Linked DNA regions of Mus musculus: regions 1, 2, 3, 4, 6 and 7 are each linked to region 5. Evidence: chromatin contacts called from public ChIA-PET, HiChIP or PLAC-seq and promoter capture Hi-C data. All regions are on one chromosome and are shown on one strand. Each heading gives the region's core, a stretch centred on a gene start, on an enhancer-like site or on the middle of the called end of the contact. The rest is flanking DNA. Distances are from core to core; before and after follow the strand shown.

The links. Promoter capture Hi-C pulls out the DNA fragments that hold promoters and counts their contacts. ChIA-PET counts read pairs in DNA pulled down with a chosen protein or histone mark. HiChIP or PLAC-seq counts read pairs in DNA pulled down with a chosen protein or histone mark. Capture Hi-C pulls out chosen DNA fragments and counts their contacts.
Region 1: an RNA polymerase II ChIA-PET map of memory CD8 T cells shows a contact between it and region 5, with 20 read pairs. The contact joins the promoter of Fcho1 here to the promoter of Eps15l1 in region 5. A contact is called at or near these places in 1 of 39 promoter capture datasets (the C10 cell line), 1 of 484 Hi-C or Micro-C datasets (the G1E-ER4 cell line), 5 of 115 datasets of contacts at active chromatin or transcription factors (astrocytes, large pre-B cells, memory CD8 T cells and 2 more) and 1 of 9 other capture datasets (liver).
Region 2: a promoter capture Hi-C map of liver shows a contact between it and region 5, with 2.7 times the contacts expected there. The contact joins the promoter of Jak3 here to the promoter of Eps15l1 in region 5. A contact is called at or near these places in 1 of 484 Hi-C or Micro-C datasets (myocytes), 2 of 115 datasets of contacts at active chromatin or transcription factors (pancreatic cancer cells and pro-B cells) and 1 of 9 other capture datasets (liver).
Region 3: a contact with region 5 is called in a promoter capture Hi-C map of erythroid cells, with 8 times the contacts expected there. The contact joins the promoter of Abhd8 here to the promoter of Eps15l1 in region 5. A contact is called at or near these places in 2 of 39 promoter capture datasets (erythroid cells and neural stem cells), 2 of 484 Hi-C or Micro-C datasets (CD4 T cells and uterus) and 2 of 115 datasets of contacts at active chromatin or transcription factors (pancreatic cancer cells and pro-B cells).
Region 4: a contact with region 5 is called in an H3K4me3 HiChIP or PLAC-seq map of embryonic hindbrain, with 5 times the contacts expected there. The contact joins the promoter of Niban3 here to the promoter of Eps15l1 in region 5. A contact is called at or near these places in 3 of 115 datasets of contacts at active chromatin or transcription factors (embryonic hindbrain, pancreatic cancer cells and pro-B cells).
Region 6: a contact with region 5 is called in an H3K4me3 HiChIP or PLAC-seq map of pro-B cells, with 4 times the contacts expected there. The contact joins the promoter of Plvap here to the promoter of Eps15l1 in region 5. A contact is called at or near these places in 2 of 115 datasets of contacts at active chromatin or transcription factors (pancreatic cancer cells and pro-B cells).
Region 7: a promoter capture Hi-C map of liver shows a contact between it and region 5, with 3 times the contacts expected there. The contact joins the promoter of Mvb12a here to the promoter of Eps15l1 in region 5. A contact is called at or near these places in 1 of 484 Hi-C or Micro-C datasets (CD4 T cells) and 2 of 9 other capture datasets (adipose tissue and liver).

The regions. Positions count from the first base shown.
Region 1 is chr8:71,724,078-71,728,084 of GRCm38.p6, forward strand. It overlaps Fcho1 (FCH domain only 1), which reads right to left and starts at 1,604. Exons shown (of 28, transcript NM_028715.3): 1 at 1,556-1,604.
Region 2 is chr8:71,673,763-71,677,797 of GRCm38.p6, forward strand. It overlaps Jak3 (Janus kinase 3), which reads left to right and starts at 2,621. Exons shown (of 25, transcript NM_010589.6): 1 at 2,621-2,821.
Region 3 is chr8:71,462,379-71,466,637 of GRCm38.p6, forward strand. It overlaps Abhd8 (abhydrolase domain containing 8), which reads right to left and starts at 1,279. Exons shown (of 5, transcript NM_022419.3): 1 at 1,088-1,279. The coding sequence starts at 1,097. It overlaps Mrpl34 (mitochondrial ribosomal protein L34), which reads left to right and starts at 2,548. Exons shown (of 2, transcript NM_053162.2): 1 at 2,548-2,689; 2 at 2,872-3,375. The coding sequence starts at 2,625. The coding sequence ends at 3,085.
Region 4 is chr8:71,596,205-71,600,075 of GRCm38.p6, forward strand. Niban3 (niban apoptosis regulator 3) reads left to right here and starts at 1,504. Exons shown (of 15, transcript NM_001384129.1): 1 at 1,504-1,619; 2 at 2,874-3,004; 3 at 3,866-3,871. The coding sequence starts at 1,565. Pgls (6-phosphogluconolactonase) reads left to right here. Exons shown (of 5, transcript NM_025396.3): 5 at 1-63.
Region 5 is chr8:72,420,180-72,424,037 of GRCm38.p6, forward strand. It overlaps Eps15l1 (epidermal growth factor receptor pathway substrate 15-like 1), which reads right to left and starts at 1,295. Exons shown (of 24, transcript NM_007944.3): 1 at 1,226-1,295. The coding sequence starts at 1,258. It overlaps Gm46043 (a long non-coding RNA gene), which reads left to right. Exons shown (of 3, transcript XR_001778581.2): 1 at 1-1,601.
Region 6 is chr8:71,509,465-71,513,280 of GRCm38.p6, forward strand. Plvap (plasmalemma vesicle associated protein) reads right to left here and starts at 2,305. Exons shown (of 6, transcript NM_032398.2): 1 at 1,887-2,305. The coding sequence starts at 2,252.
Region 7 is chr8:71,540,685-71,544,565 of GRCm38.p6, forward strand. It overlaps Mvb12a (multivesicular body subunit 12A), which reads left to right and starts at 2,246. Exons shown (of 9, transcript NM_028617.2): 1 at 2,246-2,373; 2 at 2,449-2,547; 3 at 2,703-2,799. The coding sequence starts at 2,290.

The sequences.
Region 1 (4,007 bases), core at 354-2,853, 700 kb before region 5:
TGGGGGTTGGATACAGGCTGGCTGTGCCCACAGCCATTGATCCCTAGTGTGACCCTCACTGCCTCCCCTCCCACACCAGCCAGAAATCTACAGGGAAACTGAGGCCACTGTGCAAGCCTTCCACTGAGTCATTTCATTTGTCACACATACTTTGAGCACCACTGTGTACCCAAGTCCTTGGGGTGCTAGTGACACTGGTCACACCCTTCAAAGACATCTCACTGCCTCCTTGGCTGTGACCCCATTTAATGAATGCAATATCATAATTACTATCATAGGAGTGGGTGTTTACGGCGCGCTGTCACTCCCACAACCACCTCTGATCTTCCTACAGACTTTCAGTCCACTTCACAGAAGGCTCAGTTTAAGTCCAGTCTGGGCACACAAATTTGGGGGTGTCAGGCTTCCTGCCTGGGACTCACCCTACTATCCTGCAAGAGGCAGGGACTAAGACCTGACCTTCCACTTGGGACCCCGCCCAGGAACCAGCCTAGGAACCCTATTGTAGGTGATGGTATGTGGGTCAGGGTGTGACCTGGGCAGCCACATGGGTGGGACCACAGTGACAAAGTCTGGGTCTTGATTGGAGGCCCGTCCATCTTATGGTCAGATAGAAACTGTCCTCTGCTGGCCTTAGGTCTCGCTGCTCCGCCCCAGGCTAGACTGTATCCATCAATCAAAATCATGGTTTGTTTTGTTTATGCTTTTTTAATGAGGCAGAGTCTGTGAATGTAGCCCAGGCTGGCCTCAAGCTGCAGATCTTCCAGCCTCAGCCACCAGAGGATTGTAATGACCACACCAGGCTCAACCCCTTTTAAAGTGCCAAAACCAGAGTGCCCTAACATTTGACTAAAGATTGTGGTCCCCATCTGGAGAAAATGGGGCACAGGTGTTGGGAATTTGAGACAGATAGTCTGGCTTCCTCAACCTCTATATTCTGAGGAGGAGACTAAGGATCAGGGAGGTGCTGTCACCTGCCCAAGGTCACCATGAAGCAGGTCCTGCGACGCTGAGGGCAAGTGGAGGGGCGGCCATCCCCGACCTTCTCTGCACCCCATCCTCATTCACCTAGACTAATTCTGTCCCTTGGAGCAGATGCCGGCTGCCCCCCTAACAGGGCGCGGGAGTCCCTGGTGCAGGCTCCAGGCCTCTCCAGGCCCCGTTCCCCCGGGAGGGGATCCCGCGCTCCATACTCCAGATACCCCGCAATTCCACCACACTCGCCCTACAGAACCCCCACCAGCCTACCAACCCTAGAGCGGGTGCAAAGGAAAGGAGGAGACCCTCGTTCCCAGGCGAGGAAGAGGGGCAGCGAGGGAGGCGGCCCCCAGCTTAGGGCCAGGCTAGAGACCCGGAAGAGGGATTGGGGGTCCTGGGGGGGGTCTCAGCCTCCCAGCCCAGGATTGAGAGATGCCATAGAGTGGCGCCCCGCCTTCTGCAGACGGCACCTGCGCTCGGGCCGGGTCAGGATGGAGGCTGCGTCCCCGCCCCGCACCCCGCCCCCGCGTCCTGCACCCCGCACCCCGCACCGGAGCCCCGCGCCGGGGACACTCACCGCCTCTCGCGGCGCTACCTGCGCGCTCCAGACCCGCGCCCCGCCCTCCCCGCGCGCTGCGGAGCGCGCTGCTGGCCCCGCCATGGGTGTGGTCAGGAGGAGCTCCGCCCCGCGGTGCTTCATAAACCCTGCACTGGTTGGCTGAGCCTGGAAATTCATCCGCAGGCTATTTGCATATTTTAAAGTGACAGGAGAAGCTCCTTGATCTCTGCACCTGTCAAGTCTCTCGGGAGACTGGGAGGGAAAGAGGGGATAGCTTTTATTAAGTACCTACTGCATACATGGCTCTTTGGAGAACCCCTCCGAGGCTGTGAATTAGGTGACATTTAATATTGAGCCTCATTTTACAAACAAAGGAATCAAGGAACATGGCTAGGAGTTGCTTTGGAGGTCATATAGCAACTCTGGTCTATCCATTCATGTGACATGCCATTTATTTATTCAGGCTGTGTGCTGGTGATGAAGCCAGGCTGCCCCAGCATTAAGCAAGAGCCACATGTCCACTCCACTCCCATATGACAACTTCGAGAGACTTAACTCCCCGGCCTGGGCTCCGTTTCTTGTTCAGGGTCACATGGCAGCATGATGATCCTCAGGACTACTGAGCCATCTCTCTCCCTGCCCCAGAAGCACCTCCAAGGAAGTGGGACCACTGGCCTGGGCACAACCAGAAAGCTAAGTGCCCTTCATCTCCAGTACATGCCCCTGCAGCCTTGGACCCCAGACACCTCAGTTTGGGCATTTTCCTGTGGTGGGAATCAAATCCAGGTCCATCCCAGACTGAGGCTGCCCCACTTCTTACTTGAACCATCTACTGCAGCTCTGCCCCAAATGATGCCGGGTTCTGATGGCAACCATACATAGCTAAATACTAGCTTCAGGGCCGGTGAGATGGCTCAGTGGGCAAAGATGCTTGTAGCAAAGCCTGGATTTTTTGAGAGAGTCCTGAAAAGTATCCTCTAACCTGTGGCATGTGCACACTACCAATGAATCAATTAATCAATTTATGCATCAATTCAAACAATAAAGATTAAACATTTAGATAGGCCCCACACCCAGCTGACTGGTGACCATCTGCCACAATTGGTAAGATAGCCCGCTCTCCATTCTCCATGCTGTTCACATTTTTCACATGTCCTTTTGTTGGCCCAAGAGCCCTCGAGTCACCTTTGGGTTCTGGGATTTGAGAATGGTAAGAAAAGCATCTCTCTCTCTCTCTCTCTCTCCCTCCCTCCCTCCCTCCCTCCCTTCCTTCCTCCCTCTCTCTCCTCCCCATATGTGTGTGGATGTGTGCATGCATGCCATTGCTGTGTCCAGAGCTGGAGTAGGGTGGGTTCCAGGGGCTGAAGCAAAGCCATCAGAGTCGGATGGAACAGGTTTTGACCTGTGATCACTGTCACCTGTCATTGACTGGTTCTAGGCAGGTGCTGGTCTAGAACTCAAGACTTCCCAGGCCCTTTCAGGGGTGTGCACCCCCATAGCAGCCCTCATTCTCGACATGACTCAGTCGTATCTCCGTGATGAGGACACAGGAAATGGGAGAAAGTTTCCCCGAATGTGGACTATCAGGAGGAAAAGTGTGATTGTAATTGTGTGTGTGTGTGTACCATTTATACACATATCTCAACTGGTGACTATTTGATGACCGTGTGTCAACATGACACAAGCTAGAGTCATCTAGAGAGGAAGGAGCCTCAGTTGAGATAAAGCTTCATGAGATACAGCTGTGAGGCATTTTCTTAATTAGATATTGATGGGGGCAGTATAGCCCATTGTGGGTGGTCATCCCTGGGGTGGTGGTCCTGGATTCTGTAAGAAAGCAGGCTGAGAAATCCACAGGGAACAAACCAGTAAGCAGCTCCCCTCCGTGGCCTCAGCACCAGCTCCTGCCTTCAGGTTCCTGCCCCGTGTGAGTTTCTATCCCTACTTCCTTCGGTGATGAACGACAGCCAGTGATTGCAATATTCCCACCCCATTACTTTATGTTCATCACAATAAAATACTTTGCACTAGAGCCTTGAAAGGAACGGGTCAGGTGTGGGATGTCCTCCCAAGGGTATAAAACCTGCGGAGCGAACCACTGACTGCCATAGTACTTCCTGCTTGGATCCCAGCACTTCAGAGGCTAGCCTGGGCTCCTACATTGAAAAATTCTGCGGGCTGGAGAGATGGTTCAGTGGTTAAGAGCACTGACTGTTCTTCCAGAGGTCCTGAGTTCAATTCCCAGCAACCACATGGTGGCTCACAACCATCTGTAATGAGGTCTGATGCCCTCTTTTGGTGAGTCTGAAGACAGCTACAGTGTACTCACATACATCAAAACAAAACAAAACAAAACAAAAAAACCTTCTGGGATGCACCAATGGGTTGAGTCCACCAATAACTCTCAGCTAAAGGACCGAAGAGATGATGGACACATTAGGAGGCGTGGCTTCAGTTGGAGGAAAGGGTC
Region 2 (4,035 bases), core at 1,371-3,870, 750 kb before region 5:
AACTCCTGACCTTCGGAAGAGCAGTCGGTGCTCTTAACCGCTGAGCCATCTCTCCAGCCCGGCTCCTGTTTTCAATACTGCCATGCTCACTGTCCTCCATACAACCTACTGGGCTCCTCCTGTTAAGCCTCAAAAATCTATGTAAGGCCAGGTTGACCTCCAGCTATCTCTGTCCTAGAACAAGGCAGAAGTTTCCTAGAGCACAGAGTGTTTGGGACAGGAGCCTCATTCAGGTCTTACCCAGAATATTTTGTGACTGGCTGGACATGACTCAGGGGCAGACCCTATCCTATCTTAGTCTTCTATTGCTGTGAAGAGAACTTGACCAAGGAAACTCTTACAAAAGTAAACATTTAGTTGGGGCTGTCTTACAGTTTCAGAGGTTTAGCCCACTATCACCATGGAAACCTGGAAGTGCCCAGGCAGACATGATATTTCTCCATCTGGATCGACAGGCAGCAAGAAGACAGAAACTCTGAGCCTAGTTTAAGCATTTGAAACTACAAAGCCCCAGTGACTCTTCCTCCAATAAGACCATGCCTCCTAATGGTGCCTCTTCCTGATGAGCCTATAGGGGACAGTCTTACTCAACCCCTACACACCGCTGCCTAGGATACCACAGTGTATGTGTGTTGGGGGGACTGGATTGCACAGTGTCCTAGGTTCCATTCCCAATATTCCACCCCCATATCTCCCAACTCTTGGTGCCTCAGTTTTGCCATCTGCAAAAGAGGGATTATAACAAATGACTTTGTGTTTTTGAATCCAAACCTACAAACTCGGGAATCCTAAGGGCTCCAATTCTTTTTTTTTTTTTTTAAAGATTTACTTATTATTATATCTAAGTACACTGTAGCTGTCTTCAGATGCACCAGAAGTGGGCATCAGGTCTCATTATGGATGGTTGTGAGCCACCATGTGGTTGCTGGGATTTGAACTCAGGACCTTCGGAAGAGCCGTCGGTGCTCTTAACCACTGAGCCATCTCTCCAGCCCAAGGGCTCCAATTCTTATGAGTACTTGTTTCGCCGGGTGTGGTGGTGCACGCCTTTAATCCCAGCATTTGGGAGGCAGAGACAGGTGGATTTCTGAGTTCGAGGCCAGCCTGGTCTACAAAGTGAGTTCCAGGGCTATACAGAGAAACCCTGACTCGACCCCCCCCCCCAAAAAAAAAAGAGTACCCGTTTCACTTTTTAAAAAATTTTAATTAGCTTTCAGCAGTAAGGCAGAGGTGAGGCCACTCCAGGACAGAATGGAGGATGACAGGCCCTGCAGGCTCCCTATTGCCCCCCAAATTTAATTCCCTTATTTTGCTGCTTCTTGCTTCTCACAAATATTGCTATGTTCCATGTGCTTTGAACTATTTGTAACAGAACCCAACAGTTGCCTTTTTCTTCTTTTCTTAAAATTTTTTTAAAATTTATTTTGTAAGACAAGGTTTAGTTGTATAGTCTGAGCTGGTCTGAAACTTTCTATGTGGACCAGGCTTGGCTCAGACTGGCAGCAATCCTCCTGCCTTGGCCTCCTGAGTGGTGGGATTGTCACACATGTGCTACAATGGCCTGTTGGTGTCTTCTTCGTGTCCTACATGGGTAGGGCCAGAGAAGGAGCTATGCTGGTGGCCAGTAACAACCCAGCCATACTCCTACCTCCATCCAGCTGTTTTACATGGCAACTGGGATGAAATCTCAGGTATTGGTGCTTATGCAAATGTTCCACCCCTGAGTCGTGTCCCCAGCCCCTCACTGGGGGATTCTAGGTAGGAGCTCCACCAGTGAGCTGTGTGGCACATATTGGTTTGTTCTGCCAGTCTTCTGCCTCATCGTCTGCATCACACCTGCTATCTCTTCACGTTTCCATTCCTGGCATCTGTTTCCTCACGTCATCCTCTCTCAGACAGAGGCCTGACCTGCTGTGTGTGGTGTTAAAGGACTTGTGGATGCTCTGGGTCCCAGGCACCCACCAGGAGGGGCATCTGAGAACAGAACTTGGCATGCTTTAGGGAAGCACAGCTGCACAGTTCTCTCCCCCAGGATCACTCTTAGTTCTACCCCATGCAGCAGACACTGCCACTGGCAACAGATGGGTAAACGGAGGCACCAGGGTGCATAGCCAGGGATGGAGGACTGGAGAACGGGCTCCTGCCATCACCATCTGAGGCCTAGGAGTTCTTTTCAGAATCCTCCAAGCTGTACCTGTGGGTTCCAGTGATGGAACTCAAGTCGATTTGTGTGGCGATAGCGTATACTCCTCAGCCTTCTAGCAAGCCTCATCTCATAGCTTTTGAGCAGAATAAAAGGCGAGGTTTTCAGAGGAAGTGGGGGCACGCCCAGCAAGCAGGTGGGCTTCCCAGGAGAAGGCCCCTCTTAGTTCATTAGGACTGGAGGCCCAGAGGTTTGGTTTTTTTCCGCCCGTAATTTTTTTTTTTAAACATTACGCAGTGTGTCTTTTAGGAGGTTAAAGGTTGGAGGCGGAGTGGAAACTGAAGCCTGAAATGTGTTCTAGCCGCAGCAAGTCCCTGCCCGGGCTGGCTCAGGTTGTTCCAAGGACATGCAAAGACAGGAGCCCGAGGCGGGGAGTGCTCTGTAAGCTCAGGTCCCCAGCAGCACCCCAGCCTTTCTGTCTCTGCACAGCTCCCACCCCAGAAGGGTGGCCTGCGGCACAGGTTTCTAGTCTCCCCCGGGCTTCCCGCCCCGCCCCGCCCCCAGGGCGCCCTGACTTTCCGTAAATGACGGCGGCCAGGAAGCTCAGGGGCCGCACAGGAAGGAGCAGGGACTTTCCTGTCGCAGCCTCGGCTGTCCTTTGCCTCGGCACAGCTGCAGGTAGGAGCGCGGGGCACAGGTTCAGGGCGCGGGTGTGCGGGCGCGGGAGCGGGAGCGGGGCGCTGCCTAGACACCGCATTGGCGGCTCAGCAGCGCGCATGCGCGGCGGGCTCCCCAACCCCACCCTCCCTGTTCTAGGAGTGGGGAAGTAAAGGGCCTGAACTTTCCATTTGGTATAATCTCATACTTCTTTAATATTCGTGTCCGCTTTGTTGTTTTATGTCTTATATTTTGAGGATGGCTCTCCGTCCGTAGCCCTGCTGGCTTAGAAGTCACTATGTAGCCCCAAACTCATAGCAATCCTCCTGCAGCCTTCCCAGGAGCAAAAGAACAGGGAAGACAATGTTGATGGTTTTATTTTTGTACACTTCTATAACATTTTAATCTGTTTTATTCTGCGTGTGTGTGCGTTGCACATGTTCCGAGGTCAGAGGAGTGGGTTCGCGCCTTCTAACATGTGGATCCTGGGGACCAGCAGGCTAGGTGGCAAGCGCGTCTTTACTCCCTAAGCCATGTTGGTCACCCTAATTTGTTTCTTGAGACAGGGTCTGACCTTGAACATATAATGACAGTTGTGTACCACCACCTCTGGTAATAGGTTAATGACTTCTTCAGTTCTCGATTTGAGACAGGGTTTCTCTGTGTAGCCCTGGAACTCACTCTGTAGCCCAGGTTGGCTTCCAACTCACAGAGATTCACATGCCTCTGACTCCAGAGTGCTGGGATTAAAGGCATGCACCACCACCACCGCCAAGCTAGATTTTTTTATTTTTTAAAATACAGTCTCATGCGCTGGCCTGGGACTTCTCTCTCTCTCTCTTTCTTTTTTCGAGACAGGGTTTCTCTATGTAGCCCTGGCTGTCCTGGAACTCACTTTGTAGACCAGGCTGGCCTCCAACTCAGAATCCACCTGCCTCTGCCTCCCAAGTGCTGGGATTAAAGACGTGTGCCACCACTGCCCTTCTTGGCCTTGGCCTTCTAATCTTCTGCCTCCCCCTCTGGAGTTTTCTGGTCAAAAGTGTGTGCTGCTATGCCTACTTTTGTTGTCTTATCATGGGAGGGGTGCACATGAAGAGGCCAGAGGGCAAATTTATGCAGTTAGCATACCCTTTTCACAGCTTTGTTTGGACTTGGTTGTGAGCCTTCTTCCTGGCCTTGAGGACTGGTCTGAGCAGCTGAAGGGCTGTTTCCTGCCTTTTCTCTCAGGCCCAGGC
Region 3 (4,259 bases), core at 29-2,528, 960 kb before region 5:
CCGGAGTTGTAGCAGGTTGAGCATACAGGTGTTCCTAAGACCAAAGGGAACCTCGAACTCCCACAGTCCTCCTGCCTCTACCTTCCCAAGTGTTGGGGTGACAGATGTGCATCAACATGATGCCATTGGTTTGTTTTTGAAACAAGGTCTCATTCTGTCGTCCTGGGCTGTACACTGGTCTCAAACTCCTTGCAATCCTCCTGCCTCCACCTCTGCCAGTACTAGAATGACTAGTGTGAACCCCGATCACTGCCAACCTTTTACACGGGGTTTCATTCTGTAGTCCATGCTGGCCTCAACCTTGTGCCCAAGCTCCTGGGTGGTGAGATGACAGCCCATAAAGCCTGGCTCTTATTCTAAAATGTCAAAGTTCTTAGCTCAGGCCTCTAGTGTTAATCTGACTAGTGACGAATGAGGCGGGGGAAGGATGTTGGCCACTAGAACTCGGGTTGTATCCGGCTCCAGGTTCAGAAGAGAGCTAGAGCTGACTTGCACAGTATCGAGAACTGATGGAGGTTGCTGCCCTCAGCATCCTGTGTTCAAAGGGTACACAACCCTAGTGGCAGCCAGGAAGATAAAGGCAGAACCTGACTGGGGGCTCTGGGCCTCCATCCGGTTCCCTTGGCCACCCCCCCCGGTGTCCATGACAACCACAGGCGGTTACATAACTCCAGGGGATACCGGAGCAGCACACCCCCATTGTCTGAGGCATAGGGATGGGGCCAGCTTCGTTTTTCCATCACGGCCTGGGCGCCGCTGGAGTGATGGTCATTAAATACCCCGCTCGTGATAGCCCCGGATGCACTTGAGGGGAAAGCAGGCCTTGCTCCTCATTTCTAAGGCTGTGGAACCCCGACTGTGGCGGCTTCTCTAAAGCGCAGCGCCAGTCCTGTTTCCCAGCCCGACCCGCTTTTCCCTGGAGTTCGTCACCCCCGCGGTGGGGTCAAGGCTACCGGGGTTCCGCAGCATCCTAGCAGTACGAATGCGGAGCTTGGCGGTTATCCACCCCCGGCAGCGACACCCCCCACCCCTCAGTGGAGGCCTGGCAGCCTGGTGACTCCTCTCTCGGGGAACAGAGCCAGCTCACCTGAGGTCATCGAGGGGCCCGGGGCCCGAGGCAGGACGCAGGGGTCCCGGGCGGAGAAGCCAGCGTCCACCTGCAGGTGCCGCTTACATGGTGGTGCGGGGTTGGCCGCATTAGCGCGGACAGGCGCGGGCCCGGACGGTCAACGCAGGGGCATCCCGCAGCCGCGTAGCAAACCGGCCCTGTAAGTCCCACCCAGCGTGGGCGGGGCCTGGAGCAGATGGGCAGGCATCTCGGCCTATGGCAGCGGCGAGCCGTCTGGCCTAGATAACCGTCCAACCAGAGGCTTCTCTTCCCAGGATCAGCGCGCGGTCTGCAAGCAGCAGCCCCACCCCTGTGAAGAGTTTGGGGGGAATGAGGGAGGGATGGGCTAGAGCCTGGACCGAGAAGGGCTTGCAGTCGAGGGACAGCGAGTAGCTTGGGGGTGTGGTGGATGTGCTCTGTCTGGGACAGGGTCTCCTCAGCCAGCTTCTGCCTCCCGCAAGGCGGTATGCCCTCTGTCTCTTGACCTTCTCGTTCTGCACACTTCCAAATCTCTACACTTTCAGGTCGGGAAACAGACAAAACATCAAGGCAGGCATTTGAACCAGAGGCTGTGTCAGAAGTGTCAGAGCTGCTGCAGAACTAGCGAATGGGAATTGCATCCTAGTGATGGGGTCTCTGCTACACCAAGACTGAGCCCCAGGCTAACCTTCCCACCCTGGCGCGCTGTTCGCTCATGGGCTCAAGGTGCAGCCCAAACACTTGTCGCCATCCCTTCTACACACCTTCTACATACAATAAGTACTCAACACATCGCCTCAATTATTTGTAGGCACAACTAGCCATTTTACCATTTAGTTCATGGTAAGGACCATGAACTTCAGAAATGCTGGTGTGTACGGCTTCCTGTGGCTGCTGGCACGGCTGTCTGGACATCTTCTTTAAACAGTGGAGAGCTATGGAAGGTGTGTGAACAGGAGTCCAGATCTGAGCTGCGGGAAGAAAATTCCCCCAGGCCAGCCTGAAGGATTAAACTAACCAGAGCAAATTCACAACGCACGAGTTTTCGAGATTATGAAGAGCTGGAACTCAAGGACATCCGGGCCGCGCGCCAAGAGAAGTCTTGGCTGCGGGCGCCAAGAAGCTGCCAGCCCGCTGCGTGCCAGCTGCCCGTCTTCAATGAGGGCGGGTGAAAAGGCCAGCAGCCAGTTCTCCAGACTGCTGCCAGAGTCGTCACCACCACTCTGGGGCGCCCTCTACCAGTGGCCGAGGCGAAGAACTACAACTCCCAGAAGGCCAGGGGGACAGAATGTCATACGCACACGCAGGAGTTTACATTCGTTCGCCCTCTCCTGGTCATTTTGGAGAACTACATGCCACTGAGGACAGACATCCCCCAACCCCCACCCCACTATCGTCACCTGCAGGTGTGGAACTACAGCTCCCGGAAGGCCCCGCGGCAACAAGAACTACATTTCCCAGAAGGCATTGTCAAGGAGCCCAGAGTGTAGGAACTGGCATTGACCCGGACGACCGGACCATTGACCCGCCGCTGGATATGGCTTTCCTAGCCCGGTGCTTTGGGTGCCAGGCCTGCAGATCGGTGGCCCTATTGAGTGGCAGGTGAGTGTTCAGAGATACCCTGCTCCAGAATGGAAACAAGGGTGGTCTCTATAGACTACCATGCGTACTTATGTAGCGCCTTTTGTAAACAAGCTCTTTTGTTGCCCTGCCCATTACAAAGGCGGCTCAGAAAGTCATACAGCGTACATTCTCTGAGATTCACGGTTCCTCTGGTCCCACAGGTATCTCCAGTCCAGAGTCTGGATGGGGCTCCCGGACTCCTGGCCTCTCCTCTCCCTGCAGCAGGCTCGCGGCCGCGCGCGCGGAAACGAGTATCAGCCGAGCAACATCAAGCGCAAGCACAAGCACGGCTGGGTCCGTCGGCTGAGCACGCCTGCCGGCGTGCAGGTCATCCTCCGTCGCATGCTGAAGGGCCGCAAGTCCCTGAGCCACTGAGGAGCGCAACGTCGCAGGGAATAGACTCAGACGCCGGTAGAGTTGCCCGAGGGCGAGAAGTTGGGGCAAGCTGAAAGTGGGGGTCTGTCCCTTCGTAGGTTTTTAGACGCATCCCCCGTCGACGGCTGCTTACCAACCACCAGCACCTGCGATACCTCATCCATTTCTGTGAATATATTTGAAGGCATCTTTGCAAGACGGGGTCATTAAAACACAGACACCACCCCTACGTTTCCAGCCATTCCAAAGTATTACCGACTTAATAAATATTCACGTTTCTTGAACCACTACGTATGTATTAACTTACAGTTCTGGAAGACTGGTCGGGGTTAGGGATCTTGGGGCTTCTGCTTGACCCCAGGACTCCAACAGGGCTTTTAGTTCATAGGTTCTGTGTCCCCATACAGGAAAGTATTCTCTCTCAGTTCCTGTGGCCTCTATGTTTCTATTTCAGATCTGACCCCCATGTGCTCCAACACCCCAGCTCTAAATCCACGTGACCCATCAGACAACGGGTCCCTTCATGACAAGGCAGGGGCTGCTGACATAACTCAGCAGGTAAAGGCGTTTGCTAAATAATGCTTCAGGACCTAAGTTCAATCCCAGGAATGCACACCATAAAAGGAGAGGACAGTCAGTTACTAACTACAGACGAGACATCGGGCCAAATCGGAAGCCAGCACCACTCTTAAATCACCCAGTGTGGCATTGTTTTAGATTGATGTATTTATATGTTGTATATGCCATTTACTTGTGGCTTAGTTTGGTTTCTACCAAAAACAGCTGGTAGAGGAAACAATTTATTCTGTCTCAGTTAACAGTCCATCTCTGAAGATGGTCAGGCAGGACCTGAAGGCAGGAGCTGATGCAGAGGCCTTGGAAGGGTGCCACTTGTGCTCAGCCTGCTCCTCATGGCTTACTCAGCCTGCTTTCTTATAGAATTTAGCACCACCATCCCAGGCATGGCACTACCCACAATGGGCTGAGCCCTCCCCAATAATCTCTGATTAATAAAATGCATAGCCATGTGCCGGGTGTGGTGGCGCACGCCTTTGATCCCAGCAGTCCGGAGGCAGAGGCAAGTGGATTTCTGAGTTCGAGGCCAGCCTGGTCTACAGAGTGAATTCCAGGACAGCCAGGGCTACACTGAGAAACCCTGTCTCGAAAAACAAAC
Region 4 (3,871 bases), core at 254-2,753, 820 kb before region 5:
CACGCCGTGGGCACTTCGGGTGTTGTGGGAGCGGACTAGCTGCGGATTAAACAGCTTTGCTGGAACTATTGTTTCTGTGGTTCTTGTTGGGGGAGGGACAACAGAGCAGAGCATACACACGGATCAGAGAAGCGTGGCCTGGACTTCTGGCCCGGCAGTGTATGCTCTGTTCCAAGTCTGGCCACATTCTCTGCTCCAAGGGTCAGAACTAACTCACAGGTACCAGGCTCCTTGCGGTCCCGAGTGACTGCTTGTGTTCTAGCCATGGTGAAGAGAAGGGTTCACCTGGGGCCTCAGCCAGAGCCTTCATGGCCCCCTGAGGATGCACTGTCTCCTGCAAGCTTGTTCGGAGCCTTGAGCAGGGTGAGCTACCTGATAAGGTTCTCCTGATGTTGTCACAGGGCCCCCTACCGATGGGAGAAGTGTCTGGGGTGACTCTTGGGATGCTTTCTCCCTTAGACAGTTTTTTCTCTTGCCGCTTATAAAGACTGGGATGTGGGTCCAGAGACTGGAGTATAAGCAGCCAGCTTGGAGCATGAAGTGGGTCGGTGCATCATTGTCCTGACCCTGCCAGTTCCAAGGACCTAGTTGGAGAGGCTGGTGGGCTTGTCTGAGGGAACATCCCCTCACCAAGGTAATGCAAGCCAGGCAGGAGGTAGGAATTGAAGCCTCCCAGAACCGACTTGGCAGGTAGGCCAGAAGGGCGGGGCCAGAACCACAAATGTGAACTTTCTTTAGATGTCTGGTCCCTGAGGGCTCCTCAGCTGTGGCAAAGAGGAAGTAGGATAGGCTGGGGCAGAAGCCAGCAAAAGACACAGTGGAAAATCCTGGGGACTTCTACAAGAGCAGGTGCCACCCACGCACCAGCCAAGCAGAGGCTGAGACACCCTGAGAAAGGAAAGGGACATAGGCATGAGGACCCCATGTGAGCGCTGTGTCCCTTTCTCAAGGGGGAATTTACTGCTTTGCCATTGATGCATAGGACCTGCCTCATGCTTCAAGGTGGCCACTTACACTCCAGCCATCACATTCCAGCCTCTGGAAAGGGAAAAGAAAAGGAAGGTGCCTACATGTAAGGAAGCAGGCTACATGGGGATGGGTGTGTGTGTGTGTGTGTGTGTGTGTGTGTGTGTGGTGTCCCTCCATACTGATAACCTACTCCTTGCTCATTCATTTGTTCAGTCAGCAACCCATTCCTTTGGCTTTCAGAGATAGGACTTCATGTAGCCCAGGCTGGCCTCCATGGCCTAAACTCCCCATCCCCCTGCCTCTGCTTTCTGAGTGCTGGGATGGCAGAGATGTGCCCCACCCATCCATCTGTGCCAGGGCGTTGTTTTTTTTCTCACACTCCCTGGGTCTCCCCTGGGGCTGTCCCCACTACCCCTGACAGAAACCACCAGTCTTGGTCCAGCCTGTCCCTTGAGGCCAGGAGGAGGCAGGTGCAGACAGGAGGGGTGGAGAGTGGTACCAGATGGCCATATGTACCCTCCTGGCACTTGGGCCACTCAGCTGCCATCCAGTATCCTGAGCAGAGGGACCCAGGACAGCTCTGTATGGTGGCAGGATGGGGGCACAGCCTTCCTGCCCCCTGGGTAGACGGCAGCGGCAGCAGCTTCAGGGTAAGCAGACAGGTCAGGGTCAAGTCATGCTGCCATTGCATGCGAGGCCAATGCTGGCATGTGCTCCTGGTGCCAATACAGGGTTCATTATTTTAACTGTCTCTGGTCTTGTCAGGGGTGGGCTTGTGTTGGAAGATTTCAGATTTTTTTGTTCAGTTTTTCGAGACAGGGTTTTTCTGCGTAGCCATGGCTGTCCTGGAGCTCACTCTGTAGACCAGGCTGGCCTCGAACTCAGAGAGATCAAAGGCACACTCCATCCTGCCTGGCTCTGGAGGGCTCCAGATTTAAATGAAATCCAAGTAGCTGGATACAGTGTTACACACCTGCCATCCGAGCACTTGGGAGGCACAGGCAGGCAGATCTCTGGGAGTTTGAGGCCAGACTGGCCTAAAGAGTGAGTTCCAAGACAGCCTGGGCTATATGCAACTCTGTCTCAAGACAAAACAAAGTGAAATGTGAAGTTTTTGATTTGTTAGTGGAAGCTAGGGCCCCACTGAGGTTGGGGGTAAGGGCACGGTCAGGTGGTCTCTGAGGCTGGGAAGTCTGTCTGCATGGACACTGGGACTTGACTAAGGCTTAGCCAAGGCCAGGCTGAGCTTCAGCTCCCTGTCCTGTCCCACACCTTGACCTGGGAGAGTGTCTAGACCAGCAGGACTTGGTGGATGTCCCCAAGGGAGGTGGCTAGACCAGGCTGGAGGAGGGTGTGTGGTTACAGTGAGTATGAGAACAGCATTTGGGGAGGGGAACAGCCCATGCAAAACCCTGCATGTGCTGCTGAGTAATCTCTCCAAGTCCCAGGATTGACCACCACTTGTATTTGCTGTGTGCCACTGGGTGAATAAATTGCCCTCTCTGGGCCTCATTCTCCTGAGATGCAGCAACATATTTGGTTTTTTGGTTTTGTTTTTTTGAGACAGGGTTTCTTTGTATAGCTCTGGCTGTCCTGAAACTCACTTTGTAGACCAGACTGGCCTCGAACTCAGAAATCCACCTGCCTCTGCCTCCCGAGTGCTGGGATTAAAGGTGTGCGCCACCACGCCCGGCTTGCAGCAACATATTTGGAAGAAAGGCTTTTGTGTGTGTACATGTGCTTGCCAGTGATTAACATCAGCTGTCCTAAGACTGCTTTCCACCTTATTCACTGAGGCATGGTCTATGCTGGCACTCACCAGTTCTGGCTACTCCAGTGAGCCAGCTGGTCCTGGGATGACAGGCAGGTGTCCTGGTCCCATTGCTGATCCTTTCTCACTACAGGTCAGGTGAATGGCATGCTGAGGACCTTCCTGCCCTGTTACCGTAGGCAGCTGGCTGCAGCTGTGCTCAGACACATTTCCCAGGAGCTGGGACCCCAGGACCCAGCCGGATGCCAGCTGTCCCACACCAAAGTGAGTACCACCAAGGATGAGGCTACCTGCCAGGCACCCAGCTGTAGTTGTCTCTCTTGCATTCTCAGTGGTGCTGACATGAGACTGTGGGTGTGGGGCTGGGGAGGGCTGACCACAGGACCTTTGCACAGGTGGACCGGGACGCTCTGGAGGTGGAGGCAGGCTGAGGAGGCTTGGGGAAGTGAATTCCCTGCAGGGGCACAGCATGTGCAAAAGTCCTGAGGTTGGCAAAGACAGGTTAGATGTGAGCAGGGCCCCAGCTGTGCATGTGCTTGCTCCATCTGTTGCAGCCACCATGTCAGGGACACACTCTTCATAAGACCCCATGTCTTTTGTCCCCTTATCCCTCTGACTCTTGGCAGCTCAGAGGTTGTTACTCAGATCTAACAGCCTAGAGCTGGAGCTACTAATAGGGCCCAGGGCCTCCATCTGCCTCCTATCTTGGGAGAGTCTTTGATGAGGAAATTCAGGACCAGAGAGGTAGAGTGAGCACCTGAAGGCCACATGGCACTGATACAACTGGAACCTGGGATTTCCCACTGGCTCCTTTCCCTCTTTGCTGAGGAGAGGCTCTGTGGACAGAGGCCCCGCCTCTGGGGACTCTCCCTGTCCCATGCAGTCCATCACCCACACCTGATACAATTTTGTTTTTGCTTTGAGGTGGAGTGTCATGTAGCTGGTCTGGTCTTGAATTTGCTGTGTAGCTGACGCTCCTTCCTCAGCCTTCCCAATGCTGAACTAACAGGGTCTGGATAGCAGCTGCAGCTTTTGAGCTTTGGGAGTGTTGCTCGTATGTGACCAAACTGAAGAGTTCAGGCAACCCCAAGATCTGCTCGAGCCATAGTCAGCATCCTTTTGCAGAAGCTG
Region 5 (3,858 bases), core at 45-2,544:
ATCTACTGGTCTCCACATGTTAATATAGTGTCAAGGCTGCTGGTGGCTGGTCCTTCCAGGACTTAACCACCCTGTATTGCCCTCTCCTTCAGACCAGGTGACCTGGGTGCATCAGCCTGCCAAGCAGTTCTTACCAGCTTTGGCATTCATACTTGCTCTTGTCTTAGTCCCAAACACCCGAATTTATTGACGGGTAACAAAAGAGCTTCCAATGTGTTAGGCAAAATGTGCTTTCCACAGTTTTCTGCTAATGCATTTTACATCTCTATTTTCCAAATGAGGTAATTGATATGCTGAGGTTAAGAAGCCTGCTTCAAGGACACTCTTCCAGAGTTGGAGCCGAGATCTGAATATAAAATGCTTCCTCCTGGTAACCATGACCCTGCGAAAGACGATTCTAGCAAAGTGCATATAATATGCTGTGTGGAACAAACGGGTAATTTGGCAAATTAGCAGGACAGGAATACTTTCTAATTCTTATGGATGTCACCTGGAACTAGAGACTTTGTCAGTGAGAGACTGCTGAGCTCCCAAGCACCTGATCCCAAGCACGTTAGAAAGTGGCTGAAGAATGAATGAATGTTTTCCGCTAGAAGCACAATGGCCTTCTCACTGCTATTCTGTACGTCCCTGTAGCATTTGATACGTTCAAGAAAACCATCCAGCGACCCTGAGGACGAAGACTGGTGCATACCGTTGGGGGCGTAGGATCCGCGCTTTTCGCACCGCACAGAGCAGCGGAAGCGGATCTCGGGGGAAGGAGGGCTGGGCGGCCAGAGGCGAAGCGGGCGTGTCCCGGTTCCCCTTGCGACTCCAGTATGGGACACCACCCGCCCCGACGCCCGACCCCGCGGGAGACAAAGACTGGCGGCGGGCCCACCGCTCTCGCTCGCCTCCGCGGGGACGAAGCGCGACGCGGCTCGAACAACAGCGCCCACCCCCCAAACCCCCCCCCGTCCCTTAACCTGGCCAGGCCCCAGACGGAGCAGACATACGCAGCGGCCGCGCCCCATCACCTCTTCGCAGCCGCTCGGGGGTCGCCCGGCGCAAGAGTATGCGGGCCGCTCCGGCCTGTCACCTTCAGAACCGCCCGGCCCCCGCCACTCAGCCTCTGAGCCTTCAGCGCGCGCCTCCGCGGTCCCCTGGAGCCGCGCTTCCGCGACGACTTATCTTTCTCGCGGCAACCACCGTCCGCACCGCCCCACGGCGCACCCCAGCACCATACCTGCTGCGAGAGGGGTACAAGCGGCGCCGCCATCTTCGTGCGGACTCGGCCTCCGGAGCGCCGAAGGAACGGGGGCGGGGCCGTGCCTGCGCACTAGTACGAAGGAGGGATGCGATGCGCGCGCAGCACAGCCAGCGCAAGGACAGGCCACAGGACCAGAGTACACGTGCGCAGAAGGGAATCCAAGTCCTCCCGTGAGAAGTTTTGCAGTAAGAGGGCGGAGCCTCGATCACAGTGGAGAGGGCGGGGCAGTTCTGGCTGGAGGCGGAGCCTTTATGGGGAAGGCTCTGTCGCATAGCCTTACCAGAGTTGGCCGTACCGGGTGATTTAGAGAGCCTAGCCTAAAGCACAGCGTGACTAGAAGGTTCGGAGCCTCGTAAGTTTAGTGGGCCGAGAGTGGGCGGGCTAGTCGGTCTGTGGGGGTGGGGAGGGCCTCGTGTGCATCTCCTGATTGGAGTGGGCAAACCGAGCCCCTGGCTTTGGAGGCTCCTGTGAGGCAGGGAACCCAAGGGATAGGTAGGGCTCCCTTCCAGACCGCTGCACTCCAGCTCCCTGCACTTTCCAGTCTGGGTCTGTGAATCGGAGCTTGGCTAAACCCAGGCACCGTCTTAACTTCTCCACTCTAGTAGCCTCTACTAATGCCTAGGGTTTGCTGAACTTTTCCCGGGGAAATGGAGACAGTGGCACACAACAAAGTACCATGGTGCTCAAGTCTAACTTGGGCCATATGCAGTGTTAGTACCACTCAGTATGCTTGTTAAACAGATTTGGGTTCTGATTGCTTGCAGATGTGGGTGTAGCCTGACATCTGGTGTTTTTTGTTGTTTTTTTATGTGTATATGCCTGCTGTGCTCGTGCCAATGCCTGCCCAAGAGAGAAGAGTTTATTAGATGCCATTGAGCTGGAGTTAAAAGCACTTATGAGCCCCCAACCCCCGATATGAGTGGGAACAGAACTAGGGTCCTCTGGAAAAGCAACAAGCACCCTTAACCAACTAACTATATCTTCAGCTACTCTGGTATTTCTTTTTTTTTTTTTTTTTAAAGATTCATTTATTTATTATATGTAAGTACACTGTAGCTATCTTCAGACAATCCAGAAGAGGGAGTCAGATCTTGTTAAGGATGGTTGTGAGCCACCATGTGGTTGCTGGGATTTGAACTCCGAACCTTCAGAAGAGCAGTCGGGTGCTCTTACCCACTGAGCCATCTCACCAGCCCCTACTCTGGTATTTCTTTGTCTTTTTTTTTTTTTTTAAGTTACATTTTAACTTACATCTTAAAAGATTTGTGTGTTGGATGGCCCCTTCCACCATGAGTCACAGAGATAGGACTCAGGTTGTTAGCCTTGGCCGCAAGCATCTTTACCCACTGAGCTATCTTGCTGCCCCTTAGGACATCCTCATTCAAACCACTACACAGGTGCTGGGAAACATGGTACACATATACCGCCACACTCAGTCCCACTGTGTTTGATTTCTTGAGGTAGTTGTGACTGATCCTGATTGCCAGCTGCACAGGATCTAGAATCATATAGGAGACAAAGCTCTGGGTTACAACTGTGAATTTCTAGACTAAGCTGAGGAAGGAAGACCCCCCCACACACACACACACACTTGTTCCATGTGCTGGAGGCCAGGACAATGGATGCTGTGTGACCAGCTGCCTCACCATACACATAACACAAATCTTTGTTTTAAAAGCTCTGTGTATGTGTGTTTGTGTACATAAGTGCAGACACCTGCAGAGGCCAGAAGAGGGCATCAGTGGTTGTCCAGTGCCTGATGTAGGTATTGAGAATTGAACGGAGATCCTCTGAGAAAGCAGCAAGTGCCCTTAATCACAGACTCATCTCTCTAGCCCATAAAAATTTTAAAAACTTTTCCAGCTAGGTGTGGTAACACATGCCTTTAATCTCAGCCCTCAAGGAGGCAGAGTCAGATCTCATGTGTTTGTAGGCAACCTGGTCTACATAAGGAGCTATAAGCTAGCCAGAACTACATGGTGAAACATTATCTTAAAAAAAGGGGAGGGGGGTGGATTAAGGAAATATAGCCATGTATCATGGCACATACCTGTCATCCTAGCACTTGGTGTCTTTTCTGTTGCTATAAGACACCACAGCCAAGGCAATGTATAAGAGAGTTTATCGGGGTGAGGGTGGAGGGAGTTTACAGTTCCAGAGACTTAGAGTCAATGACCATGATGGCAGGATGCATGGTAACCAGCAGGAAAAGCATGTTCCTAAAGCAGTAGCTGAGCACTTATATCTAATCCAGAGAGACACTGGGCCTGGTGTGGGCTTTTGAAACCTCAAAGCCCACCGCCAGTGACACACTTCCTCCAACAAGGCCACATACCCACTAATCCTTTCAAATAGTGCCACTCCCTAACATTTAAATATATGAACCTATGGGTGCCATTTTCATTCAAACCACTACATAGACAAAACACTTATACATATAAATAAATCTTTAAAATGATTTAAAAGAAAAATAGAGGGGCTGGGGAGAGATGGCTCAGTGGTAAAGAGCACTCACTGGCTGCTCTCCCAGAGGACCCGAGTTCATTTTCCAGCACCCATGACAAACAAACAACACCACCACCCCACCCACCACCACCACCCCCACCCCT
Region 6 (3,816 bases), core at 1,055-3,554, 910 kb before region 5:
ACATGGGGACAAAGTTCACACTTGGCAGAGAAGGCTCTGAGTCAGGGTTAGCTCCAGATGCTGTATGCAGATTTGGTAACTGGAAATTAAAATCCAGAAGCCCTGTGTTCTCCAGTGAGGAAGTCTGGGAAACTGGGTGGGTGTGAGAATATCAGCAATGATCCTGACCTGGGGCCCTAAACCCAAGAAGCCCTGGGCAGCTCTGCCTGAGGAGAAGCCTGGGCTTCGGGGTGCCTTCCCTGTCAGGCTAGTCTGAGGGAGGAGCACAGTCCTGTCCTAGTGTCTGAGGGAGGAGGCTGGGTCTGTGGTAGTGATCTGAGAGAGGAGGCCACCTCTATCCTCAGGCAGCCTAGGACCCTGTCCTCTCCAGGGGAGATCCTTGCTTCACCCCTAATTTAGTGCCTGCCAGCACCCCTGCTGTTGGGTCAGAAGCTGCCTCAGCCTGCAGCCTCTTGTTCTCCTTGTGGCAGTGTGGAGGTGTCTTGGGTGAACACAGTCGGATGTGTGTAACATCGTACTGGGACTGTGTGGGGACAGCTATCTCCAGGACCTCAGTTCTGTAACTGTCCCAGGTCACAGTGGGCTCCTTCCTATCTCCTACCACACAGTATTCAAAGACAAGTGCCCCCCCACCCCACCCCCTCTCTGACAAATGTCTATGTACCCCAGGGTAGACTTGAAGCAGCTCTTGCTGCTTTAGCTCGAAAGCATTAGAGTGATGTACATGCTCAACCCTGCTCGCTAATGGGCCTGGAGCACAGAGCTTCACCCATGCTGGGCAAGGGCTGAGCTCTGAGCTGGCCCCAAGCTCTGCTCACCCTTGTCACACAGAGGGAGACCCTAGCCCTCTGAGTCTGTTTACCATCTCTGTGAAGCTGCCTTAAGCAGGCACAGGGCAGGCACTGACAGCAGCAGGACCTGTTGTGAATGCCCAGGACCCAGCTAAACGCCAACTGCAGACAGACAATGCTAGGGTCTGCATGTGTTCCCACCCCCACATTCACCCAGAGAGTTCCTTCCACTCCAGGGGCCTAGCCATAAAATTATGAATTTCTGGTTTATCCCAAGAGAGATTTTGTTATTAAATTGAAAGATCAGAGAGCCCAGCATAGTGGTGCACACCTTTAATTCCAGCACTTAGGAGGCAGAGGCAGGCAGATTTCTATGAGTTCCAGGACAGCCAGAGCTATAGTGAGACCCTGCGTCAAGAAATAGATAGATTAATTATTAATTAATTGAGTGATCAGGCCTGCAAGGCAGTTCAGTGGGTAAAGACAATTGCTGCTAAGGCTGACAAAACTTGAGTCAAGTCTTCCACACGGTGGAAGGTTGTCCTCTGATCCCCACACACAGGTTACAGCATGCGGGTAGACATATGCGTGTGTAATAAATACATTTAATTGTAAAAACTAAGCCACCTGCAGCAAACTCTTCCTTGACAGGTGATGTCTGCCATGGAGAAATCACAGTCACAAGATCTTCATCAGGTACATGGGGTGACCCACACCTATTATCCCAGCACTCAATCTACTGAGGCAGAGAACTGTTGTGAGTTTAAAACCATCCTGGGTTATACAGTCATACTCTGCTGGGGGTGGGATTAGGGAGAGAGAAAGGCTGTAGCTCAGTGGTGTTGCATGTACTACACCAGGCTTGACCACTGGCTGGTCATCCTAGAGTCCTGGAGGTGGAAGCAGGAGGGTCAGGAGCCCAAGGCCATCCTTGGCTACACAGTGAGTTCTACACCAGCCTGAACTACATGAGGTCATGTTCTAAATAAATGAAGGAGTGTGTGTGGGGAGGAGGGAATCCAGATTTCTTCCCATGGAGTTTAGCATTTGGGCGCACCCAGGGCTGCAGCCCAGGGCACACATGCCGCCTCTTACCAGGTCGCCTTGGCACTGGCGGAAGCTGGCGTTGATGCGCTCCATCTCACGTCGCGTAGTCAACAGTTGCTGCATGACTGTTTCCTTGACAAGCAAGCTGATGTTCAGCTGTTTGCTCAGGTTAGCCTGTGAGGCAGATAGTCCAACCACCTGGCTGTACAGGCTGTCGGCGCGGATCTCCGTGGCGCGCAGGCTGGACTCAGTGGTGGCGTGCACATTGCCATAGATCATGAAGAGGACCAGGCCCAGGATGATGAGGAACTGAATGAGCGACACGAAGAGGAAGAAATAGCGCAGGTAGTACCAGCAGCCGCGCTGCTGGTCCCCCGTGCGGGCGTATGGGCTGCGGTCCATGGAGAGCCCCATTTGCGCAGTGTCCACAGGGCGCACTGTCTGGCGTTGTCTGCCTGGCCAGATCTGAACTGCGCCAGGCAGGGGGGAGTGTTTATATTACTCCTCTTAATGCTTCCTCTGCCCGGCTCCTTCCTGGCCAGGAGGAAATGGGGACTGTGGGTTATCACAACACTCCCACCCAGGCTGTTGAGGAACTGACTGACAGTCTGGGCAGCTGTGATAGGTGGAGGGCGGGGCACTCACTGGGTGACTGAACTGGCTTCCCCAGCCTGGTCCGGCCTCAGTTTCCACCACCGCCACTCTCCCACTCCAACCCCACACACCCCACTTTAGATGGGCCAGACAGTGCCCTCTGCTCCCGGGACGTGTTATCTAACAGTCCGGTGGCTAGGCGCAGAGGAAACTAAGGCACAAGTGAGACAAGAGACTAGCCCTGGCCGGGCGGTGGTGGCGCACGCCTTTAATCCCAGCACTTGGGAGGCAGAGACAGGCGGATTTCTGAGTTCGAGGCCAGCCTGGTCTACAAAGTGAGTTCCAGGACAGCCAAGACTATACAGAGAAACCCTGTCTTGAAAAACAAAAAAACAAAACAAAAGAGAGAGAGAGAGAGAGAGAGAGAGAGAGAGAGAGAGAGAGAGAGACTGGCTCTGTGGCCCAGGCTTTTACTCTGTGGCAGGCTGGATTTAAACGTGGGGAACCACTGATAATGTCCCACAAAACACACCAGTCACCGTGGGATAGCTCCCACCAGCTGTAGAGTTTGGGGTCCAAGGCAAAGGATTGTGGGTGTGAGTTCACCACCCAGGAGCTCCAAGGAGTTTTCCAGGATGGACAAACAGTGCACATAAGGACTACAGAGACCTCACAACTTCCCTCAATTATTCTACCAGCACTCAGAGATATCCCCCTCACTTGCGCATGCTCTGGGAATAGTGTGTGGCTTAGCAATAGAGCCCCTGCCTAGACTCCTCCCAAAGTACAAAACAATCCGAGCGGTATGCAGTAGAAAAGCAGGGTCTTGGAGTGGGGATAACGGAGAGAGGCCTCCAAACTCTGCCACAATCTGCCCCAGTTTCCCCCTCTATAACAAAAGTGTGCTTATGTCCCTGGCCTGCGGTAATTTCAGGGTCCCAGGAAGTGGCAGTAAGCTTTGTTGGTAGGTGGTGTCCCACGTGGAGGTTCTAGGGTCTCTGTGGAACAATGCCCAGATAGAGGTATACGATTTCAGGGTCACAGATAAAAGGATATTGCGGGTACACCAGCCCCCAAAGCACTGGGAGAATCTTCTGGAAGTCTTTGTTCTTTACCTGCTTACTCCGTTTCTTGTTATCCACCACCACCACCACCACCACCACCACCACCACCACCACCACCACCACCGCTACCACCGCCCCCCATCCCCCAAAGAGTCCAGCAGGGGAAGGCTGCCTGGGCCCAAGAGCTTGGGAAGGGATGAGACAGAGGTGGCGCTGAGCAGGCGGGTGTGGGGTTGGAAGGGAGGAAGTTCCCAAGGGCGGGCAGGAAACCCTGTGTGACCTTTGCCTTTTACAACCACCCGGTGATTCTTGACTCGTAG
Region 7 (3,881 bases), core at 996-3,495, 880 kb before region 5:
CCTTGAACTCATACATCCTCCTGCTCTGTCTCCTAAATGCTGGGATTAAAAGGTATTTAATCTCTGGTCCACCCTGAGGAGGTGTTGTGCACACAGTTTCCATGATGAGCATGATGAGTAAACAGTTTGGAACCAAGGACTGTCTCTTTCATCAAGAACCACAGTGGAGAGAATGGAGAAGCCTTTGTTTACAGAGCTGTGTCTTCTAAGTCTCCCACAGAAGGACTCCTTGTGCTTCCAGACAACTGCTGCTAAGCTAAGGACTTTTGCCAATGAGCTGAGCTCTTCATCACAGGAACATGGACCCGGACACTCTATTCTCTGCTCCTCTGTGACTTCCAATAGTGTCTGGGTGTCCAGCAGTGTGAGAACCTCTGGCCCTGCCTTCCCTCCCCAAAAGCCCGAGGGCCCCCTTCATTGCTGATTCCATGCTGATTCCAGAGGAGACTGGATTCCCAGGAGTCAGGGGACCCAACTTTGGCCTCCTACATCCTACACTGTGATTTCCCACCCCCAGAGCAGTGTATTGTTGCTTCCCTCCAGCCCAGCATCGGATAGCAGCTCAGGGCAAACGCAGTCTAGCATCTCTGTATTCCACCTGCCCAAGAAAAATTTTCACATCCCAACTGTGGGGTTGGGCAAAACTCAGAACCCCAGGATTAGGGTGTATGATGTGAGATTCACAAAGAATCAAAACAAAATTTAAAAATAGTAACAAATACATAAATGAGAATATACCCCAGGGTGTGGGTCGGACCCTGCAGGGGAGTGCTAAAGTAGTACTCGTGGGTGGAAGCTCCACATTCCACCTGCAGGCCCATAGGAAAGAGGGTCCCTCACTCTAAAAGAACCATAAAGCTTACAGAGGCAGGTAGATCTCTGTGAGTTGCAGGCTAGCCTAGTCTACATAGTGAGTTCTAGGCTATCCAGGGCTACCTGAGAGACCCTGCCTCAAAAACCAACCGACCAAAACAAACAAAAATAACCAGAACAACAACGAAACCCCTAGCTTGCTAGTGAACTGGCCTCCAGGGCGATATTATTTGTTATTTAAGTCAACAGCTGCATAGCCACAATGATCTCTTTGGTCAAAATCCTAGAACAGAAAGTGTTTCAAACTTCTTCTTTCTACTCTATTTTTTTCTTTTTTTGGTTCATTTCCTTTTTGCTAGTATTTAAAGTATTTTTTTTGTTTTGTTGGGGTTTGTTTGTTGTCTGTTTGTTTAAAGCAGGGTATCCTGTAGCCCAGGTAGACCTCGAATTCCTGCAATAGAAATGATTAAGGCATCACTTTCTTGTTCTGACTGACTTGTGTCTGCCTAGACACTCTCAGTCTCCCACGCACTAATAGCCACACCTGTCTTGGCAACAGTCTGGGGACTATCCTTGTCCCTGACCATGTCTAGATGTATTAACGACAATGTTTGTGTTAGCTAAAACCTAAACCTAAAATAACTACAGGAAGTGTAAATCATAAATAATTGTCTTGTGTCTGGAAAATACTGCAATCTCTGCAAAAAAGACGGATGTTACAAGGTTACTCAAGACCCTGATAATGATACAATTGTGGTTCTTAAGTGTTTTGCTTTTAAAAATGCTGTACCCCTAAGCTCTGGCTACTCTACATGTGGCTATTATTAAAGGACTCGTGTAGGTTTTTTTGTTTGTTTGTTTGTTTGTTTGGTGTTTTTGGTGTTTTCGAGACAGGGTTTCTCTGTGTAGCCTTGGCTGTCCTGGAACTCACTCTGTAGACCAGGCTGGCCTTGAACTCAGAAATCTGCCTGCCTCTGCCTCCCAAGTGTTGGGATTAAAGGCGTGCGCCACCATGCCCGGCTACTCGTTTAGTTTTAATTGGCTTAATTAGACTGGTTATCAGTCTAACTATCTCGTATGGTTTTTTCACCATCTTGTATGCGCCTCTTTAAGTCCCTGAAATGACAGGCTATATCTACCAGGCCTCCTCTCCAGACCAGTTAAGTTTCCTTGCAGAAGGCAGGAGTCACAGGGTGATGCCGCACAGCATTCTGGGGAATGTAGTCCCGTCCGGAAAGTGAACGCCCCCTCCGCACACTGGGTAGTGATTTAGGGGCGGGAGTTCTAATCTTTTTTCCGCAAACGTATCTTAAGCGTCCAGAGGGCGGGTCTCCACGGTTACTTTGGACTGGTCAGCAGTGCTTGCGCATGCGTACTAGCTGCTTTGCGGAGCACTTTCAAAGGTGTTCTGGGAGTTGTAGTCCGAGGTTCCGGTCCCTCCGAGGGCTGTAGCTGCCTTCTGAGCTCCCAGGAAGGATGGATCCCGGGACGGACTCGGCGCCGCTTGCTGGCTTGGTTTGGTCGTCGGCCTCGGCGCCGCCGCCGCCGGGTTTCAGCGCGGTAAGTGGGAGCGCGCAAGGGTTGCGGGGACGGGCCAGGAAGGGGACGAAGTCCGATGACCTGTGCGTCCCGCAGATCACCTGCACCGTGGAGGGCGGGACGGCCAGCTTCGGCCGAGGCTTCGCGCAGAAAGCCGGCTACTTCCTGTGCCTGAGCACGCTGGGCATCCCGGAGGTGAGCACGGGTGGCCTGAGCCTGAGTTTGCCCCGCCCCTCGCCCTGCCATCCTCGACCCTTCTCCAACTCTCTCCCACCCTTACTGCTCATACCGTTGACCTTTCCCCTCCCCTCTGACTGCCCCCTTCCACCTGCCCCCTCTCGTGCTCCCAGAACCCTCAGGACAATGTGGTAGTGGACATGCAGATCGTGATGGACAAGGGCCCACTGCCGTCAGGCTTCTCTGCAGTCAACGACCCTCAGGATATCAGTAAGATCCGTGGGCACGGGAGAGCGGCAGGCACAGGGAACGGCTGCTAGTGTATGTTTGGAATAGGACTTAGCTGAGCAGGAAGGCACAACCTGTAAATGCAGAGCTCCGGAAGCTGAGGCAGGAGGATGGTGGCGAGTTCAAGGCCAGCCTAGGCTACAGAGTGAGGCCTTTATCTCAACCCACTACTCCAGAATTAAATAGTTGACACATACCTGTCTTAGCATTCAGGCTGAGGCAGCTTTGTATCCAGCCTGGGCTACAGAATGAGACCTTGCCTCAGCTCTTCCTAAGAATTTGAGCATAGTGGGGCATACCTGTCACTACATGAAACCCCGCCCCTAAACAAACAACAACCACCCCAGATGTCTTTGGCATACCCACCCTCTTCCTCACTGCCACTGGTCCCTGCTGCTTGTCCTCTGCTTCTGTGGCGGAGTGAGTCCTCCTGGCCATTCTCTTTTCCTTTCCAGGCTCTTGCACTGCGAGTCCACCTGGAACTGGCTTCCCCTGTTCTCTGCATAGCTCAGCCTCCCCTCTCCCTTCTCCCCTGCCTGACCCAGCTGCCCGCCTCCCCGATGGTGCTTGGTTCTCTCGGTGTCTTTAGTGACCGCTGGCAGGCTGCCGTGCAGAGGGTCAGGTCAGTGTGCAGACAGAGGAGGCGTCCACAAATTCTCCTATCCTCCTTTTGCAGCTGTCTCTTGACTTAGTGTTTAATTGGTTTGGGGGGACAGGGTCTCAATGTGTAGCCTCAGCTGGCCAGAGCTTCAGTCCCATGGATTCGTGGGACTGAGCCGTTGTGACCAGCCCCTTGTAATCTGCAAAGTGTGGAGACTGCTGTTCTTCATCCCAGTACTTGAGAGGCTGAGGCAAGAGGATTGCTTCCAATTCAGAGCCATTTTCGGCTATGTGATGAATTCCATCCCAGCACTTGGGAGGCAGAGGCAGGCAGATTTCTGAGGTCTCGGCCAGCCTGGTCTACAGAGTGAGTTCCAGGACAGCCAAAAAAAAAAAAAAAAAAAAAAAAAAAAAAAAAAAGCCAGGGCTGGAGCATTAGCAGAGTTAGCAGAGTTCTTACCCAG